Regions from separate parts of the Sus scrofa genome. Here region 1 is linked to region 2. Evidence: chromatin contacts called from public promoter capture Hi-C data. All regions are on one chromosome and are shown on one strand. Each heading gives the region's core, a stretch centred on a gene start, on an enhancer-like site or on the middle of the called end of the contact. The rest is flanking DNA. Distances are from core to core; before and after follow the strand shown.

Region 1 (7,386 bases), core at 3,703-6,202, 510 kb after region 2:
ACAGCTTTGGCACTAACAGTTATACCGTTTTTAGAACAAGAACAAATTTTGCTTTTTAAAAAGTTTAAAGATGGGGAAAAAACTATTTTAAACGCTGCAATTATCTTTAATTTGGTAGGAGAAATTTACACAGAGAGATTTATAGCAACTCCTTGGAGAGGAGAGCAAAACCACTTATCCTACTTATCTTTAAAAAAGTCTCAACTACTTATATTGTCTGCTTTAAGTTCTGAGTTAGTACATTAATTCTGAATACCTTTTCTTACAATCTACAAGTGCCTCATAAAGTAGCCTTAAAAGGGTGTGTTTTTTCTCAGTGTTGAGGTTCCAGTCAGAAATCCATTTTCTAACCTACAATGAGATTAACAAAAGAAATTTAGTGACAAAATGAACATAGTTTCACAATTTAAAAGATAACATTTAGAAGACACATATTTGCTACTTATTTTAGCTATAAACCTAATTTCTTATAAGCAGAACAAGTACTTCACGCAATAACTCACTTGATCCAGCTCAGTTGGAATATACTGGATGGCCCCACAAGATGCTGCCACTTTAATGAGGCTGCAATATACTGTGTATCTTACAGGAGTATTCTTATCCATCCCATGAAAAAGGTTGCTAAGCCTGGTTAACAAATAAGAAAACAATATTTGAGATCAGTAACTATAATAATTAAATTGAGGTTATCTGCTCTGACAACAAACAGGGAAAGAGATACAATGAAGAACTTCACGTTACAAGGGGGGAACTAGGGCACAGGAAGGTTAAGTGACTTGTCCAAAGACACACAGCCGGTAAGAGCCACAGCTGACAGTCAAATTCCAAAATTCTTGCTTTTAACCACTAAATTACAGTAACATGAAGAGCCCCTTGAAAAAAAAATGGAGCCTCTTTCAGTTAACTTACAACTGTAGTCTCAGAGATGGGCGTTCACCTTCCCGAAATTTGACCAGTTTCTCACACAGGCTCTCAATCAGAGCTTCTTGCTTATCTGGTTCCAGGATCAACAGGAGGGATACCACGCTGTTCATCACACTTTCAACATCTACACATGTATGGAGGACACTTAATACTTTTGTACTATAATACTTAATGTAACTAATTATGCATGTACTTCCAAGTGTTTTAATGTACCAGAGACCACTAAACATAAAACACTTAAAAAGATGTCATCTGGCTACTGTAAAACTATTCTAGAGGACACTTTTCCTTCAATGGTATGCATTACACTAAAATCACAGAACACACGAATTCAAACTAAACCACTTCCGTTGTATAGTTAACATTCAGGAAGCAACTTATCTATTTTATTAAAGAAGGAAATTATTACCTAAGATTTGGTTTTCAACCAGTAAACAAAAAGACTGATTTACATGTCTGTATAGTATACAGTTTCAATTTTTACTAGCAAGATACTAATCATAAATTAAGTTTAATCTCAAACCTTAACTAGAGATTTCAGGACTCCTCATTTTCAAAATTTCCCATTTTATCTCAATAAGTAAGGAATCACCCAAATAAGTAAATGGCTTCTAAATTAACTGAAATTGTATTCTATGTGATATTACTCTAAACTTTATTTAAAAAAAAACAAAACAAAACAAAAATGATTTCGCGTTTCTGTTGTAGATCAGAGGGTTAAGAACCTGACACAGTGTCCATGAGGATGCAGGTTCCATCCCTGGCCTTACTCAGTGGATTAAGAATCCGGTGTTGCTGTGGTGTAGGCTGGCAGCTGCAGCTCTGACTCAAACCTTAGCCTATCATTTTTTTATTCAGTTCATTCTGAAATTACCAGTATTTACTGCGTGTAATAACACTCAAAAAACAGATGTAAAAAAGATGTTTTCTTAAAATAGGCTTACTTCCTAGGTATAACAGATTAGAAATAAACTGAAAGTATGTGTAAAGATTAAAAACGACAGTACTTAAAATTTCTTAGGTCTGAAACAAAACAAATACAATCCTCAAGAATGTTTCAAAAGTAGTCCTTTATGATTAGTAAGAAATATTACAAAAAAATTAAAAACAAACCTTTATCATCTTCCTTCAGACATACATCACAGGCTTCAATAATTTGAGCTAAATCTACATGAAGTCCACCTTCTGAGTTCTCTTCTGAAATTTCAGCTCCTTTAGATTTCAAATAAGCTCGAAGTTCAGCAGCCTGTTAAATCAAATAAAATGAATTATGAATCACAAAATACAAGATCTCAAACCATTCTGTCCCATTTCTACACACACACACACACACACAAAAAAAAAAACCAAAGTAAATACTGCATTTAATGATGACTTTGGAGTTCCCGTCGTGGCTCAGTGGAAACAAATCTGACTACTATTTACGAGGATTCAGGTTCGATCCCTGGCCTCACTCAGTGGGTTAAGGATTCAGCGTTGCCATGAGCTGTGGTGTAGTCGCAGACAAGGCTCAGATCCCATGTGGCTGTGGCGTAGGCCAGCAGCTACAGCTCCAATTCGAGTCCTAGTCTGGGAACCTCCGTAGGCCGCAGGTTCGGCCCTAAAAAGACTTAAAAAAAAAAAAAAAAAAAAAAAAAAAAACCGAAATGATGACTTCGTGCTAATCTCCCCTACCTTATCCAGCATCACAGCCTCACAGGTTTTCCTAAAGAAGTGACCACACAGACACACTATGACCCACACTGACCACCTTCAGAATTCCTTTCATATCACCTATACATACTGCTGGACTTCCAGTATATAGTAAAAAATCTTTCTAATTTAATTCAAAGCTTTTCGCAGGGGGAGGGGGACTGATCTGAGTTGGTAAACAATTTGTTTTAAAGAAATGAAGTTTTATTGATCTCAGGTGTATATAACACAGCTTCTTTTCAAGCCACAGACACTACTATGGCAAGAGGGCAATCATTTGTGAATTAAATGTTTGAGAATCTGAGATAAGCATTTTGAAAGACACAAAAAGATGCCTTCGAATGTTGCCTTGCACAAAATATTTCTATCAAATTGCATCTACAACGTAATTAACCTTTTAAAAGCCTATTTGGATTAGAAAGCACTTTAGGACCTATAAAAACATAACCATAGTACCACATCCAAGCATCTAGATATTTTCTACTCTAATGCATATGTAACATTTAATAACTTTTGAGGACTTTTGGCAGCCAAACATGAATGCAGACAATACTTAAAATGAAGTGAAATGGAGACGTAGGGATATCATTAGTAAATTCAGAGGCATCACATTTTCTAAACCCACAAATATGTTTAGCTACCATAGCAGATTAAATCTATAGATCTGATGGTGCCATCCTTTCAGATAACACAGTACCTTCACATGATTTGGCAATATAAGCAAGATTTCATAAAACAAATATCACCATATCAGAGAGCACAAAAATAGCAGTGCATGCTGAAGAAAATACAATATGGTCTCCTCCGAAAGGCATTTGTTTGGTTTCTGCTTTGTGCACACAAAGCCAACTATGCAATCAATAGTTTATTGTTTTCATCTGTCACCCTTACTGTCTACAGGTGGTTGTGGAGTGGTAAAAGCAAAGGAAAGGATTTGCAACTCCACTTCACACCTGTAATCAGAAAATCCGACCAAAGTTAAAACTCCTGAAGCAGTCACGTATATACTAAAGGAATGGCCAATGTGAAACAAGAACAGTAGAAATGACACTTTAAAATATAATCAATGACAAGAACTTACTGCATCTAAAAACCCTTTCCTATGTTTAAAAACAAACAAAAAAAATAAGTACTTTTCAGTAACCTAATAACCATTTGTTGACAACAGATTCCATTCCTAATCAGGTATTTTTTTTTTCCCCTTGTCTTCCACATCTTCCTTTCTAATTGTGCTCAACTCCTTCCCTTTCTTGTTTTTCTTTCTTTTTCCTTTCTCCTTATTGTGCTCTTCAGGGCTGTGGGTCTGCGTTTCTACCAAAGGAGAAAACAAACAAAAACCCCACATCTGCAATTATAAAAGTTCCATTAGACTAGGAATGTTTTATTCTACAGGAACCAAAATTTCCGTGTTAGCGGAGTAAGAAAAAAAATACAAAATCACAACACTCAAGACCTCACAGAATATAGTTTTCAGTTCTGCAAAATTAGGGAAGATCTTTACAAGTTTAACTTTTGCTACGGAGAGAAACGAGAAGCATTAACCATAAACGCCAAAGAGCAAAACCCAAAAAGAAAATTTTTGAATATTAGCGCTGTTCACCAGGTGCATGCCTCAAAGTATGACGTTATGGTTTCCGGTTACAGAACTCTCACTCCTGCCCTTCAAATAAGGATATGAAACAGTCTACGTACAAAATAGGGGTCACCTGTGCCTCTGCGATCACATAACCATTTTGATTTTCAAATCGAAGTTATTTTTCCTTGTACTGCTAACGCCACCTAAAGATTCGCCACCTCCCACTCAGGGTGTGGCTATTAATTAGGGGACGGAAGCAGATACCCTTTGCAATGAGTCAAAAGTACTGCGTCGATAGAAGTTAACTCCAGGCTCTAAGAGTTCCGACACGAACTAGGAAGTTGGCCGTCGAGCTGCGGCTTACTCCTGGGCCCGCCGGCCCGCAAGCTTAGTGCAACTCCAAGCCAGAAACGCACGCCCCTGCCTCGCGGCCTCCCCAGTCTGGCGTGTGGAGGCCTTGAACGGCAGCTCTCGGCTCCCCGGCTGGCTCCGTAAGGCAGCTTCCCGCCGGCACAGCCCTGGCTCGCTCAGGACGTGGCCCCTCACACCGCTGAACACCACCCTTGGACCCCGCCCTGGCGTCAGCCGCGGCCCAGGGGCATACCTGATCTTCCTCGCTGATGTCGATGAACGCCGGGACGCTCATGGTGAAGACCGGGGCACCGCAAACGAGCACCTCCCAAACCACGCCGACCGGAAAAGAGAGCTGGGCTGCGCGGCGGCGCCTCCAACTGCTTCCGGGTCACCTTGCGCGAGTCTTGCGGGACAGGGGTAACCGGGTCGGGCGGAGCCACCGAGGCCAATCCCAGCGCGCGCTCTGGTTGGGGGCGGAGCGGGGCGGGGCGGAAGCGCCCTAAGCCGCCACTCCTGCGCCGCGTCTCGGCGCCTCTAGCTGCTGTGACTGTGTTCCCCCCTGTCCTATCTGTTACTGATCCGCTTGTCTCACTGAACTCACCTCGCACCTGAAGTTTTAAGCCAATTTTTTTTTAAGCTTATAATTTGACTCACTTTTAAGCCTTTAGCAGGCAGTACTCTCTGGCCAGGGAATAACAGCAATGTTCAAAGCTCCTTGACTTGCCTTTTACGATCCAGTGGGGTAAACAACACAGACAGCAAACAACACAGTAATTAGAAAAGGAGTCCTGAATGGCATCCTGTTTTACAGTAGGGACCCCCAGATTCGAATTCTTTGGAGTAGAATCCCTGCTGCACCACTTGATGGTTAACCGCTGCGTTTCGGCTTCCTCTTGAAAAAATAAGATCAAGTAATGTATAAAGCAATTAAAATACGGGGAACTCTGAATGTATTAACTGTTATGACATAGTTATGTAGCATGTTAAGCACAATTAAGATAAAAGTAAAGAACAAGGGTGGTGTATGAGCGTGTGTGCATGCCTTTTTAGACAGAGTGATCAAAGAAAGTGGCTCATGATATTGAGAACTGACCGAAATGAGGAAAGTACCAATGAAGAAATCTGCAGAAAAGCTTTTCCTGCAAAAGACAGCAAGGAAAGGATTTGAGGCAAGTGGCAAGGAGGCCTGTGGGCTGCATTTGAGTAAGAGAAGAGGAAAGGAAAAGGAGATGAGATAGGCATGGCCAGATCAAATTTTATAGGCCCTAATAAAGTTTATTTATTTATTTTGTCTTTTTAGGGCTGCACCCAAGACATATGGAGGTTCCCAAGCTAGAGGTCAATCGAAACTGTAGCTGCTGATCCACAGTGACAGCAATGCTGAATCCTTAACCCACTAAGCAAGGCCAGGGATTGAACCTGCGTCCTCATGGATGCTAATCAGATTTGTTTCCACTGAGTGTTTCCACTGAGCCACAACAGCAACTCCCCTAATAAGAGATTTAATTTTGACTTTTCTATGCCTGTAAAAGGTTTTGAGCAGAGGAGTGAGGAGGTCAAATTAACTTTTTTAGTAAAGGATCACTCTGACAGATGTGTTACAAAACATAAGTTGGGCAAGGGCCCAAGTAGAGAAACTAGTTAGAAAACTATTACAAAGATAAGAGCAAGAGAAGATGGTAGAATGGTAGTGAGAAATTAATTGAATTCTGGATAGTAAAACTGATAAGATTTACTACCAGATCAAATAAGGAATGTGAGAGAAAGAGGAACTCAAGGTGACTCCAAAGGTTTGGCCCAAGATCAAGCCAATCCCTTCTAACATCCTGGGGCAGACTATCTACTTACAGTAATTGCAAGCTACCTCTTATTTGAAAGTGCAGAAGAATAGCAAGGAGGCCTTGATATACACCTGAGATGGATATTGTTTAGAAAATTAGGGGAAGTTAAGTATAAGAATAAAAGATGGGAGGCATTTCCTGGTGGTTCAGCAGGTTAAGGATCTGGCATTGGCTTTCTCACTGCTGTGGCACAGGTTCAATCCCTGGCCTGGGAACTCCTGAGTGTCCTGAGTGCAGCCAAAAAAAAAAAAAAAAAAAAAAAAAAAAAAAAAAGTGGGAGATTCACCAGTAAGAAAGAGAACAACCCAATTTTAATGCAAATTAAAAACCTAAGATACCACTACACACTTACTACAAAAGCTAATTTAAAAAAAATACCAAGTTCTAATCAGGATGTGGAGCAACTGAAACTAATAAATTGCTTGTAGGGATGTGAAATGGTAATGGTAATCAAGACATTGTTTGCCAGTTTGTGATATGACATCAAGATAAGACAATTAGATCAAAGGAAGAGAGTAGAGAGCTTAGAAATAGATTCACACACAGTCAATTGCTTTTTGACTCAGATACAATGGCAGTTTACTTTTAAACAAATGGTGCTGGAACAATTGTACATCCATATGTGAGAAAAATGAAACTGAATTCATAGTTTAACCATATGGAAAAATGAACTTAAAATGAACCTTAGACCTAAATGTAAAATCTAAAACTGTTACACTTCTAGGAGAAAATACAGAAGAAAATTTTTGTGACTTTGGGTTTGTGATCAAAGGTTTTATAGATACATCTCTGAAGGCATGATCCATGAATGAGAAGAAATCGGTAAATTAGACTTCATCAAAATTAAGAACTTCTGCTCTCTGAAAGACACTATTAAGAGAATGAAAAGACAAGCCACAGACTGGGAGAAAACACTGGCAAATTACACATCAGATAAAAACTTGTATCCAGAGTATATGAAGCACTTTCAAAACTCAATAAAAAGAAAACAGCTAACCA
Region 2 (6,878 bases), core at 2,418-4,917:
GATCCATGACCTTGCTCAGTGGGTTAAGGATCTGGTGTTGCTGCATGCTGCAGTGTAGGTCCAAGACATGGATGGGATCCTGCATTGCTGTGGCTGTGGCCTAGGCCTGTAGCTACAGCTCTGATTCAACCCCTAGCCTGGGAACTTCTATATGCTGCAGGGATGGTCCTAAAAAGTATAAACAAATATGTAAACAAACAAATAAAAATGATGAAAAATCTCTATTTTCATCATTTCACTCCCTAGACCTCTATAAGATACTAAGTGAAAAGAGCAAGTGTATTTTTTGTATGAGAAATAAGGTGAAATATATGCATTACAAACTTTTGCAGAAAGAAATAGTAGAGAAGTTCTCCTGTGATGCAGAGGGTTAAGGGTCTAGCATTGTCACTGCTGTGGTTTGGGTTGCTGCTATGGTGCAGTTTCGATCCCTGGCCCAGGAACTTCCAACAACAGAGCCTCAGCAAAAAGAAAAAAGAAAAAAAAAGAAATACTAAAAAGATTAAAGATTAAAAACTAAAATAAAAGTTACCTATAAAAGGTGGGAATGGGATTGGGTGGGTGGAGGGGGTAGAGATTGAAGTGGAACTTCTCTGAGAATAACTCTTTATAAATTTTGATTCTTGAGCCATGTATTATGCTTTTTTAACATTTTAAAATAAAATGAATCTTTTTTTGGCTGTACCCATCTCTACATTGTAGAGATGTCTTGTGATATACAGTGGTTCCCCTGTCCTCTAGCCCCACTTCCCTGTCCACAGTTTCAGTTGCCTGTGATCAATCTCGTTCTGAAAATTAAATGGAAAATTCCAAGAATAAAAAATTCATAAAGTTTTTTTTGTTTTTTGTTTTGGCTGCACCCGAGGCATGTGGAAGTTCTTGGGCTGGGGAATCAAACCCACTCCACAGGAGCAACCCAAGCTGTTACAGTGACAGTGGCAGATTCCATAACTCCCTTAACCTGCTGCACCACAAGAGAACTCAAGTTTTAAATTCTGTGTTGATCTGTGTTCTGTGAGATGAAATCTGTTGCCACGTAGCCCTCTTGTTTATTAGATTGACTGTCCAGGTATCATAGTGCTTGTGTTCAGGTGACCCTTATTTTACTTCATAACGTCCCCCAAAGGCAAAAGTAGTGATGCTAGCAAGTTGAATATGCCAAAGAGAAGCTGTAAAATGCTTTCTTTAAGTGAAAATGTGAAAGTTCTTGCCTTACTAAAAAAAAATCGTGTGCAGAGGTTGCTATGATCTATGGTAAGAACAAATCTTCCAACTGTGAAATTGTGAGGGAAAAATAAATTCATGCTGGGAGTTCCCACTGTGGCACAGCAGAACGAACCCGACCAGTATCCACGAGGATGAGGGTTCCATCCCTGGCCTAGTACAGTGGGTTAAGGATCTGGCTTTGCGGTAAGCTCTGCTGTAGGTCAAAGACGTGACTTGGATCCTGTGAGTTGCCATGGCCGTGGCGTAGGCTGGCAGCTGTAGATCCAATAAGACCCCTAGCCTGGGAACTTCCAACAGGGGTCTGGCCCTAAAAAAGCAAAAAGCAAAAGCAAAATAAAATAAAATAAATTCATGCTAGTTTTGCTGTCATGACCTCAAACTGCAAAGGTTATGGCCAGTGTGTGATAAGCGCTTAGTTAAGGTGGAAAAGACACTCAACTTGTACAATGAGATATATATATATTTTTTTGGGGGTCTTTTTTGGCCATTTCTTGGGCCATTCCCACGGCATATGGAGGTTCCCAGGCTAGGGGTCGAATCAGAGCTGTAGCCGCCGGCCTACGCCAGGGCCACAGCAACACGGGATCCGAGATGCGTCTGCAACCTACACCACAGCTCACGGCACTTAACACTTAACCAACCGAGCAAGGCCAGGGATTGAACCCCAAACCTCATGGTTCCTAGTCGGATTCGTTAACCACTGCGCCATGATGGGAACTCCCTATGAGATATTTTGAGAGAGAGAAAAAGAGCATACACATTCACATAACTTTTCCTCTTTTTTTTTTTAAGGGCCACTCCCACGCAGCATATGGAGACTCCCAGGCTAGGGGTCTAATCAGAGCTACAGCTGCCGGCCTATACCACAGCCACAGCAACGCAGGATCGTTAACCCACTGAGGACAGGGATCAAACCCGCAACTTCATGGTTCCTAGTCGGATTTGTTTCAGCTGCCCCACGACGGGAACTCTACATTCACATAACTTTTATAGCAATTTTTTTTTTTTTTTTTTTTTTTCGTTGTAGGGCCGCACCCAAGGCACATGGAGGTTCCCAGGCTAGAGGCTGAATCAGAGCTACATTTGCCGGCCTATGCCACAGGCACAGCAACTCAGGATCTGAGCCATGTCTGTGACATACCACAGCTCACAGCAACGCCGGATCTCCCATCCTCTAAGTGAGGTCAGGGATCAAACCCGCGTCCTTATGGATACTAGTGGAGATCATTACCAATAAGCCACGGACAGGAATTCCCTACAATCGCTTTTTAATTATTGTTAATCTCTTAGTGTTCAGAATTTATAAATTGCACTTTATCATGGGTATGTATGTACAGGAAAAAACAGTATATATAAGGTTTGATACTATTCCGTTTCAGGCATCCACTAGGAGTCTTGGAACATAGGACAAGGGAACTACAGAGCATGCGGTCAAGGATGGAATTGTCATGTTTATCTAGTCTTCTATTGTTGGATGGTGTAAAAAACATCTCCACTATACATCTTCTGCTCATGTGTCTGATTACTTGGAAGGATAAGAATTTAGGCTGTGAAAAGGGCAGAGGTGGAAATAGGAGCAGAGGCATGGGACACTGAAAAGAGTAAAGAGTGTAAGGGAAAGGTTTGTTTACTTTGGGCCATAGGCCACTGTAGACAGAGGGTGGAAGAAGTCTTGTGATGATCCTTGATTGGAAAAGAGTTTTGAGACTTAGTTGCACTTGTTTTTGACTATGTCAGGTACTGTGCCAAGTACTTTTCCATGTATAACTTATTTAAACTGCAGGTACTATTGTTATTTCTATTTATAGGCAAAGAATCTGAGGCACAGAGATGTTAAACTGCCCAAGGTTACCCACTAGAGAGAGATAAGCCAGGATTCAAAAGAATGCAGTCTGGCTCCAGAACTATGATGGGATGCGGAGCTTAAAACCCATGCCTTACGGACATAACAAGCCTTAGACACAACAGTAACCAGTGACGGTATAAATATTAATGCTCTCGATCAGTCACTCTCATACCCCCAAAGTGTGAAAAGCATTAGCTGAGACCATAGAAAACTTCATGGATTCCTATTTCCAAAACATAGGAGCCATTTAACACTTAGCTTTGCTCCCTAAAATGGCCAGTTTGCTTGAATTGAATTGATTGGCAATCTTCAAGAGAGGAGAGTCCAGCTCCTCAGCATGATAATTAAATTCCAAAAGGCGCGCGAACTTCCCGGAGAAACAGTTTCCCGCCTCCTAGCCGGTTGCAGCCAGCTCAGCAACAGCCTCTCCAACCCCGGGCCTTGACGTCAGTACACGCATTGGGCCCGCCCCTGGCATCTTCCTGCTTCTGCGCGATTGAGTAACCAGGGAGTTTCGCTCTTAACTCCGCCCACTGCCCCGGAAGTTAATGCGGGAAGCCACACCTCCTTCTTCGGCCGGCAGGGACGCAGCCATTTTAATTCATATCTGAGTGGGCGGTGGCGATTCGTGTTGGCGGTCTGGCTCCGCAGGGCAGGGGGCAACTTTTCTGGCTTGGGGGAGGTTTTTTGTTTAATTTTTCTTTTCTAGCTTGGCATCGCGGGCCAGTTCGCACGTTCTAATCGACTGAGGCCATGTCAGGAGACGGAGCCACGGAGCAGGTGAGGAAGGAGAGTGGTGGGGCCTCGTGGCGACCTTTTCTCTCCACGTCTGTGTTCGTCCGAGTACTCCAGCCATGTTCGCTTGAGGAAGGAATTAGGGGTTTAATGAACCCGCAGGACCGGGTACCGAAGAACGGTGGGAATGGGGAAAGAGCTGAGATTTAAAACTCTTTTGGCTTCTCTGTCTTGGGCGTTAATATGAACAAATATTTGATTCACACAATAGCCGGGCAGCTGCTTCGTCCCGTTTTGGTCCTGGGACTACCCCAGTGAGATTTCTTCTTTTAATACCATTTGGTGTTAAGGGATTAGGGATTGATTATTTTAACGTGTTCTTGCTGTTCTCGAAAAACTTGACAGTGTCTCCTTCACCGCCTTTGTGGTATATCCAGAAGTAAATCGCTATTTTGAGAAATAATTTGAGTTGAAACTCTAGGGAAATAAGATTCTTGGCAGAGCGAATGAAGAAGGAAGTAGTTTAGGAGTAGAGAGCATGGCTGTGTTGAGATTTGGGAATTTTGTGGCTTTCTCCTGCTCCCTTTTCTCTGTTCTATCAACATTTCATTTTGGATTTTCAAACCGCAAAAGTAGTTGTAGAATTTGATAAATCGGAAACGAGAAGTCTGTTTTGGCCATCTGTTTTAGTACTGTGACTTTTAAGTATTTTAAGATTCAGGTTTTTAGTTAAATGATTTTTCTTCTTTTGCTCTTTAGTTTTGTAGGAGAGAATTGCCTTTTTATTTTGAAAGAGGAGACATACTTTATGGAAGATGTCAGTTTATTTTCGATTTAAGTCTGGTATGTTTAGGTAAATAGTTTTAAAATGGAGGGAGGCTAGCTAGCATGCAGAGTCTCAATTTCCTGAAATTTCGCATTGCCATAGCAACAAAATACACTTAAGTTTTCGGTTTTCAAGAGGCCAGCTTATGATGTGGGGGCTGTTTTTGGAGGTTGACAAGATAGCGACAGAATTGGAGCATTTCTATTCAACATTCTGGATAACTAAATTTTATTATATTGGGAAAGTATGGCTAAACTGAATTTTTGTGTTTGCTCGTTGACTAATTTCAGTCCTGAAAATTTCACAGTGTTTACATTTTACATGCTGTTAGAATTCCCAAGAACACAAGGTCTTAAAAATTACGTCAAATCTTTTTATGTATACTAACCCTTTTTCTGGGTTCATGTTTTGTCATGTGAAAGTCGAGGGGTAATACTGAGGATTTCATTGTAAGTTACCCGGAATTCATTGTTAATTCTTAAATTTATCTAAAATTGTAAACTCTGTGAAATATTGCCATGACTTTTCATTTCAGAACTGTGGTGTTTTAAATGGGAGAGAAAGTAGTAAAAATTTACAGAGAAAAATTTCACCTGTAAGTTTTCTTGTGCAAGGTTTAGGACATAAGGAAAAGTACAGTGAATACCTACAGTGCAGTTTTTCACCTAGGAGTGACAATTGTTGAACGTTTTGCCATTTGCTTTATCTCCTTGTACTTATTTATTTGAAACTAAGTCAACATATATTCAGCCCCCCATTTCAGTATTTTCTTATATAGTATAAGGGTATTAATGCTGTTATGTAACCATTATATGATTTCCCACCTAAGAAGATTAAATAGCAATACTGTATCATTTCTAAACTTCAGTGGTATTCAGATTTCCCCAGTTGGTCCTAAGAATGTGATTCATAGGTTTTTGTTTTTGTTTTTTAAATTAGACTCTAATCTAGGTTTACATTGTCTCATTTGGTTATGTTTCTTGAATAGTCCCTTCGTTTTTTTGTCCCCGAAGATATATTTTTTTTGTTCGTTTTTTTGCCTTTTCCAGCGGCATATGGAGGTTCCCAGGCTAGGGGTCGAATCAGAGCTGTACCCCCCAGCCTACACCAGAGCCTCAGCAACGCCAGATCCAAGCCGAGTCTGCAACCTGCACCACAGCTCACGGCAATGCCGGATCCTTTACCCACTGAGCAAGGTCAGGGACTGAACCCAAAACCTCATGGTTCCTAGTCGGATTTGTTAACCACTGCACCACGACGGGAACTCCTCCCCAAAGATATTTATTTGAAGAATCCAGAACAGTTTTCTTGTAGAGAACTCATTTTTTGAGTTTTTTTGATTTGAGTATGTGTGTGGTGTCATTTAATGTGTCCCCTCATCTTATGTATTTCCTGAAAATTATGGTTATGACTAAACTCAGAGCTTTGTTAGTATTCAGGTTAAATATTTTTGGGTTAAAGACTGTACCTCACATTAAGAGGCACTTAATGCTAGGTTGTTCGACTTTTTGTAGTGGTTAAATTTGGTCACTTGGTTAGGGTAGTGACTGCTGTATCTCTTCTTTGTAAAGGATTATTTTTCTCCTTTGCAGTTAGTAATCTGGATTGATAACTGTGTTCCTCAGTAAACGTTTATCTAGTTATTATCATCAAATGATAGTCCTTGAAAAAGTCAGTTATTTCCTTGGAGGTGGCAAGTGGTGGTTTTAAAAAAAAATCTATTATGTCTCTACTTAATGGCTCATTTTTCTGCAAAGAAGAAATTCCTTTTTTTTTTTTTTTCTCCTGTTCTCTTTAAAGATTTGAGTATCTGAATTCATGAGGTGTCTGTCTGTCTCCCTCTCCTTATCGACTCTTAACTTGTCCTGGCCTTTATGATGCCTCCTTTATTTTTTCCATCTGTCTAAAAGACAATACCAACAAAATAGTCATCTTCATATAAACTTTTAAACTTGTGAAAGATACATTTCAAACATGCAAGAAAAAAGAATAGTATAGGGGTTCCTATGTGGCCCAGTGTGTTAAGTATCCAGCAGCGTAGATGCGGCCGAAAGAGAAAATAATGTAAGATGTGATGTTCCTGTGTTAGAGTTTCAACTCACAGCTAAATTGTTTTCTCCTTTTTTCTGTACTTTTACTTACTCTTCCCACCCCATTACTTTGAAGTAAATCTCAGATACTATATTATTCATCTTTACTTGAAATGGTAATTAAATAACTTAAACCTTGAAGAGTAACATGATT

Evidence for each region. Promoter capture Hi-C pulls out the DNA fragments that hold promoters and counts their contacts.
Region 1: a contact with region 2 is called in a promoter capture Hi-C map of fetal liver, with 3 times the contacts expected there. The contact joins the promoter of EIF3M here to the promoter of CSTF3 in region 2. A contact is called at or near these places in 2 of 5 promoter capture datasets (fetal liver and liver) and 1 of 47 Hi-C or Micro-C datasets (alveolar macrophages).

Annotation. Positions count from the first base shown.
Region 1 is chr2:28,277,860-28,285,245 of Sscrofa11.1, forward strand. EIF3M (eukaryotic translation initiation factor 3 subunit M) reads right to left here and starts at 4,953. Exons shown (of 11, transcript XM_005661051.3): 1 at 4,797-4,953; 2 at 2,038-2,170; 3 at 910-1,048; 4 at 504-627; 5 at 257-351. The coding sequence starts at 4,838.
Region 2 is chr2:27,765,790-27,772,667 of Sscrofa11.1, forward strand. CSTF3 (cleavage stimulation factor, 3' pre-RNA, subunit 3, 77kDa) reads left to right here and starts at 3,668. Exons shown (of 22, transcript NM_001267844.1): 1 at 3,668-3,853. The coding sequence starts at 3,827.